Linked DNA regions of Mus musculus: region 2 is linked to region 1. The links are chromatin contacts, called in public Hi-C maps. All regions are on one chromosome and are shown on one strand. Each heading gives the region's core, a stretch centred on a gene start, on an enhancer-like site or on the middle of the called end of the contact. The rest is flanking DNA. Distances are from core to core; before and after follow the strand shown. Region 1 overlaps Tent4a (terminal nucleotidyltransferase 4A). Region 2 holds the start of Med10 (mediator complex subunit 10).

Region 1 (3,489 bases), core at 88-2,587:
CATAAAGGCTTGGCAAGAGGACTGCCCTGTTATGTAGAGGAGGGAAGAACTCTGACATTATGAGGGATTATTCCTGGAAGGCCACATTCATGCTTCAGCCCTGTGCTACCAGGACTTGGACACTAGGGAGGCTTGACCGTCACCATCTAGAATTGTGCAAAGGACAAGTTCTCTGTGTGACCATGGAAGCGATGAGCCACACGCTACTCTTGGATGCTGAGAGTAACTGGCATGCCCACACTCATTCTGTAGTGGGCAGCTCAGGTCTATAAAGTTGCTGGCACCTGGGAGTTAGTTATCAGGGACCGTGGGCAAGCGTCACAGAGAGGCTGTGGCTTGCTAGAACAAAGTGTGCAGGTGAAATAGCCTGACAGTGATGTGTGAAAGCTGGAAGTGAGTTCCCAGGCAGAGTTAGCTCTGTCCACTCACATCCTGGTCCAATGATTGTGATACTGTTCAGTCTCATCCTGCTCCCTCCTGGTAGCATGTCAGGATGATGACATTGATGTGAACCATGCAGCCACCATCCAGATGACAATGTGGAAAACTTACCATTGCAGCATGAGGGTAACTAGATGTGTGTGCTTGGATGTCGTGGTCTGAATGGATGTTGAGATGTGTTCTTTCTTTCAAGCCTCCCACCAACAGAGGCTGTCCATTGTCTTGTGTTTTCTCAGGTGCTATCGAGTGGGGACCCCTCAGTGGGTTCCTGGAGAGCTGCTAGGTGAGTGTTGTTGGAGTGTAGCTTGAATTCATATGCTGGTGGCTCTCTTGCTTTTACAGTTACATCCAAGAATCGATGCCCGGAGAGCTGATGAAAACCTGGGAATGCTTCTTGTAGAATTTTTTGAACTTTATGGAAGAAATTTTAATTACTTAAAAACTGGTATTAGAATAAAAGAAGGAGGTGCCTATATCGCCAAAGAAGAGATCATGAAAGCCATGACCAGTGGGTACCGACCATCGATGCTGTGCATTGAGGACCCCTTACTGCCTGGTGAGCTTGCCCCTCTGGCTGGAAGCACAGTGCTGGCTTATCTCTACCAGCAGAACTCAGTGGGAACACTTTCAGGTTTCTAACGAGTTTACTGCACTTTAAAATGTTTACATTCTGGAAATATCATAACTAGGAAAGGCTAATCAGGGAATCCTCACAGGAAACATTCACTTCAGGAAGGAAGCATGGGCCAGGAAGTGAAGAATGGGGACTCCTGCAGGTGATTCTCCTGGCTTTCCTATGTCACTGCAAATGTTGCTCTTGCAGTATGTGGTGGCTGAGCTAGGACTCCAAGCCCCACTCCATTGGCACGTGTAAGGGTGCTTATCTCACCCACCGTGGTAACACTTGGTCTTTAAGTCCTTGCCAATCTGATAACTGCTGCACATTCTTATTTAGTTATAGTCCTTCCTGGTGCTTGCTCTTCAACTCTGCATATGCCTGTTGAGCCTGTCTTGGGTGATAGGCTAAGTGCATGATGGGATCAGGGCAGGCTGTGACAACAGGACGACGGGAGGCTGCAAACGCCTTGGCTTTGTTCTTCTTTCGTGGAACTGTGCGCTGCGCTGCAGCCATGGTCTCCTGAGCTGGCCACGTTGGTGTTCTGTGCTAGGGGAGCCTTGTCCACATGACTCTCAGATCCCAGCTTGTGCTTTCATTTGTATTCAGTCGCTTATTATTCTGCTCCTATTCCTTATTTATTTACTATCCTCATTTTTTTAAATAATGTTTTTATTAAATATTTTCTTTATTTACATTTCAAATGTTATCCCCTTTCCTGGTTTCCCCTCCGAAAACCCCCTATCCTCATCCCCACTTCCCCCTGCTCACCAACCCACCCACTCCCACTTCCCTGTCCTGTTATTCCCCTATACTGGGCCTTCGAGCCTTCACAAGACCAAGAGGCCTCTCCTCTCATTGATGTCCTACAAGGCCATCCTCTGCTACATATGTGGCTGGAGCCATGGGTCCCTCCATGTGTACTAGCTGGTTGGTGGTTTAGTCCCTGGGAGCTCTGGGGGGTTCTGGTTGGTTGATATTATTATTCCTTCTATGGGGCTGCAAACCTCTTCAGCTCCTTCAGTCCATTCTCTAGCTTCTCCATTGGGGACTCTGTGCAGTGGTTGGCTGTGAGCATTCACTTCTGTATTTGTCAGGTTCTGGCAGAGCCTCTCAGGAGACAGCTATATCAGGCTCCAGTCAGCAAACACTTGTTGGCATCCACAATAGTGTCTGGGTTTGTTGTCTGTATTTGGGATAGATCCCCAGGTGGGACAGTCTCTGGATGGCCTTTCTTTCAGTTTCTGCTCTATACTTTGTCTCCGTATCTCCTCCCATGGATATTTTCTTCCCCCTACTGTCCTCAAATTTAATGATTATTTTTAAACTGTTCGTTCTAGGGTGAGACTAATTTCTTTAAAAATCTTTTGAAAGGAAAATAGACAATTCTAGTGAGCTGTCTTCAAGTGGCTAACGGATCCCATAAATGGGGAGGTGGGGTTTTCGTGGAAACGTCCTGACAGTGTGTCATCTACTTGAGTGTCCCATGTCTTCAGGTTCTATTTCAGTGTGCCTGCATTACTCCTGGACTGTAGCTGTGTCTAGGAAGATGAAATTCCCATATCCTCCCTAAAATCCCATACTTGAGATGACTGAGCAGTGAATCTATGTAGGAGTTACAGTTCCTCTTGATGCTAGTGGTAGCTTCATTTGCTTTGCTCTGTGAGTTTGTAATACAGCATTCTTCCCTTAAAGGGCTTCCTTCCAGTTCTGATACTCTGTTCAGTGTGAGCGACCCCGTTACACTGTGTGCCACTCAGGGCTTATCATGACATTGATCATGCCAAGTCCACACTGCTGGTTGGTGTGTTGGATATTCTGGATTTCCTTGTGGTGTGGGCTTCCCTTTTTTTTTCTTTTTCCCTTTTCTGCTACCTGGGGTCTTAGCAGACTCTGTGAACTGTCAGACACTTGTGGCTGCCCCCTTTCCATTGTTAGGAATAGACTGGTCACAGAGTCTGAAGCACTGAACCTGTGTGCAATTATATACCATGCACTTGCAGCAGCTCGCTCGGGTCTGTGTTTACATGCCTGTTGCTTGAGCTGCTGTAGTTGGGAGGCATTTGGTGGTGAGCCCCTATTCACAGTACCTTGTATGAGAGACAGGTGCCTTTGTGTTGCAGGAAATGATGTTGGACGGAGTTCCTATGGGGCCATGCAGGTGAAGCAGGTGTTTGACTACGCTTACATTGTGCTCAGCCACGCTGTGTCACCGCTCGCCAGGTCTTACCCCAACAGGGATTCTGAAAGGTAATGGGTCTTGTGCCTGGGTTCTAGGCTCCTCTTTCCTGTAGAGTAGCAGGTGTACTTTTTCATGTGCTTCTGTGGCATGGATGGATACACTGTCATACTTGAGTGGACCTTGAGGAAAGCTTTTTTGGGGGCAACAAGATGGCTTTTGGGTAGCCCGTGGCCTAGGACAGCATTTCTTA
Region 2 (3,121 bases), core at 373-2,872, 300 kb before region 1:
GCCAAGGTCAAGGACACCGGGGCAGATAACTGAGGTGGCAGCTGGGTATGAGATAGCCACGGGAACTGGATAAGAGAACAAGGCCAGTCACAGCAGGCTCTGGTCTAGGCAATGCGCCAGCTTGTTCCCATCCCACAAAGCCCTCCTTGAGGGGCAAGACCACAACTCTATACCTTAGTAAACATCCCAAGTGAGACACAATCCTGTACCCAGCTTTAAGAGACTGAACTGTGGGTAGAGATGGTTTCTTGGGCAGTCTCTCATTCCAGAAAAGGGTCTCCCCTGGGTGGGAACACAGAGAGGCGGCTTCCAGGTCCAGACACTAGAGGCAGGACTGGCCGTGTCTCAGCTAGGGCTATGCTGGCTTCCTTCTCCCAGATGAACCTGACTACCTGTCTGCTCTGCCTGTACCTTCATGTTACCTTCCTAACCCAGGAGCACCAGCACCAAGGCAGCTCAGTGGCTGGGATCAGAGGGAAGTCGGGAGACTGGCGCTAGCTACCTTAACAGGCTTCTTCCTCCCTAATGCTGCACACACCTGAACCCTTAATTGCCACGGGATTCTGGGGACACCTTTGGACTTACAAAATATGTTCAGATGCTTAATTTTTCCCTTCTAAACTCAGAAAGGAGGTGAAGAGAGAGCAGAGCTTTCTGGAGTGCATGTCACTGAATGGAGTTTCAGGGTAGACAGCGTGGAGAAGTGGGCTCCAGTTTAAGTGCAGTACCCACAGTCAGCAAGGAAAAAGCCCATCCCTAGTGGGTTGAACCTCGGCTCCCTCCAGAACCACTCCAGATCCCTGGAAAGTGTCCCATATATAAGCGGTGAGGCCTTCTCCTGAACACTGTGTTGTTTCCCTGTAGGCCATTCCAAGGCCTACACAAGATACTGTCAAGAAATCAACCCTCTGTGGTGGCCTTCTTCCACAGCGAGGCCTATGCAGCAGGTGGCTCAGGGCCCCCCTGAGGTGTGAAGTCAACCTCCCCAGTGCGGTGGGGTGGGGTGGAGTGTCCGTGGTGCCTACCTCCCCTTACGGCATCAGGGTAGTCCCAGACTGTCCTGTAGGGTCAGAGTGGTGCCAGCCTCCCCTGTGGGGTCAGGAGGGATCCTCCTCCCCTATGGGGTCAGGGTGGAACCGGCCTTCCACGTCCGGCCAGGATGGACCTAGAGCTACCTCTATCCCAGCGGGGTCATGACTGAGCCTCCTCTCCTGTGCGGTCAGATCCTCCTTCCCAGTGGAGTCAGGGTGGAACCGGCCTCCAGTGGGGTCAGGATGGAGCCCGTCCGCCCCGGTCAGGACGGAACTCGCCTCCCCTGTGAGGTCCGGTCAGGATAGAACCGGCCTCCCCTCGGGGACCCGGGATGAACGTTAGAGCCCCAGTGGGGTCCCCAAGGCCGGCGGGCAGGGGCTTCGCACAGACGCGCCGAGCCCTGCCGGGCCGTCACTCACAGCTTCTGGCTCAGCCCCGCCTGGCTGCTGGGCTGGAAGTCGCTGACGATGATGCCGAGCTGCCGAATGTTCTCCACGAACTTCTCCAGGTGCTCCTCCAGATGGTCAAACTTCTCCGCCATCGCCGGCTCCGCCCGCCTCTTAGCCTCAGCTCCGAGCGACTCCGGGTCCACAGTGCTCGCCCGCTTCCGGCTTCCGGAAGCCCACATCCGTTTCCTCGGGGGCGGGGCCTCCTGGGGGCGGGGCCCGGGCGCTATGGGCGGGGCAAGAGACGGGGTAAGCCTTTGAAGGGAAAACCCGCTTGGAAGCTTCTGAACTGTGTGTGTGGGAAATGTTAACCTGGAAAACACAGCAAAGGCATGTGTAAAGGGGCAAAAATGAAAACTCTTAGCTGGTACCTAGCTTTTCTCAGTAAAGAAAAAACAAGTCTCATCAGGGAAGTAAAGAAAGCTAGATTGAAGGACAAGAATTTAGATACAGTGGACCTTGTATGTTCATAATCTGGAAAGCTTGCGAGATGTAAGCAATTTTCTTTAAAAGATAATTATCTGGGCCCAGTGAAATGGTTCAGTGGGTGAAGACGCTTGCTGCTAACCCCGACAACCTGAGTTTGGTCTCCAGAATCCTACATGGCAGGAGGAGAGAACAGAATTCTATAAGCTGCCCTCTGACCTCCAGACAGGTACTGTGTCACAGGTATGCCCACACACGGCATACACAGACACACAATACATAATAAGAAAATGTATTTAAGTGGGAAAGTCAAAATAGAGCCATGCTTTTTAAAACTGGCCAGGAGACAACAATCACTTTCAAAAAGAAAAGAAAGAAGGAAAGAGAGAAGGAAAAAAGGGAGGGAGGGAGGGAGGGAGGAAGGAAAGAAGGAAATACCTAAGCCCTAGGTACTTTTCAACTCACTTTTTAAATTAATCAAACATTAAAGAACAAATTATTTCAAACTTCTGCAGACACTTTTAAGTGCTAGAAAAGGAACATTTCACAATTCAATTAAAAGGGGTGGTGAATTTGATATGAAAACCAGTCCTGAAGGACAAAAAGAAGAAATATAAGTAAGTCTTTCAACCTTCATGAAAGGAGAGACAAGGGGACAAGTGAGAGAGACAAATAGGGAGAATGGGGATGCCAAGGGATGTATACAGGTTCTCTGTGTTAGACTAACAGAACTTAGAGAGAGAGAGAGAGAGAGAGAGAGAGAGAGAGAGAGCGCACACGTAATATGAATTTATTAGAATAACTTATAGGCTGCCGTCCAGCTATTCCAATGGTGGATGGCAGTGAACAGAGAGTCCAAGAATCCAGTAGTTGCTCAGTTCAGTCCGTGACACTGGATGTCTCAGCTGGTCTTTGCTGGTCTTCAGTATACACTGGAATCCCAAAGAATCAGACTTTAATGTCAGTGAAGGAATGGATGTGCTAGCAAGGCAAGGGCAAGCAGGCAAAGAACAAAAGCTTCCTTCTTCCATGTCCTTATATAGGCTTCCAGCAGAAGGTGTGGCCCAGATTAAAGTTGCACCTCCCCACCTCACTATCCAGATCAAAGGTGTATGTCTTTTTATCTTAAAGGTTCAGAGCAGAAATGGATCCACCCACTTCAAACCAAGCAAAAACGTCCCTAACAGACACACCCTCTATTTCTGGATTCCTGTTCA

What was found. Hi-C and Micro-C count contacts between places; a contact is called where the count stands out from the background.
Region 2: a contact with region 1 is called in a Hi-C map of the G1E-ER4 cell line, with 2.7 times the contacts expected there. The contact joins the promoter of Med10 here to the enhancer-like site in region 1. A contact is called at or near these places in 4 of 484 Hi-C or Micro-C datasets (the G1E-ER4 cell line, the N1E-115 cell line and pre-megakaryocyte-erythroid progenitors), 3 of 115 datasets of contacts at active chromatin or transcription factors (double positive thymocytes, effector CD8 T cells and memory CD8 T cells) and 2 of 9 other capture datasets (adipose tissue and liver).

What each region holds. Positions count from the first base shown.
Region 1 is chr13:69,504,424-69,507,912 of GRCm38.p6, reverse strand. Tent4a (terminal nucleotidyltransferase 4A) reads left to right here. Exons shown (of 13, transcript NM_198600.2): 7 at 784-997; 8 at 3,181-3,307. Among named protein-coding and RNA genes, the nearest start is that of Tent4a, 28 kb to the left of the region's middle. Within about 2 kb of position 1,337, at least 8 of the 459 cell types and tissues checked have an H3K27ac peak or open chromatin away from gene starts, as enhancers often do. A contact at or near this core is called in the G1E-ER4 cell line, where this site is marked.
Region 2 is chr13:69,808,383-69,811,503 of GRCm38.p6, reverse strand. It overlaps Med10 (mediator complex subunit 10), which reads right to left and starts at 1,622. Exons shown (of 4, transcript NM_138596.2): 1 at 1,452-1,622. The coding sequence starts at 1,573.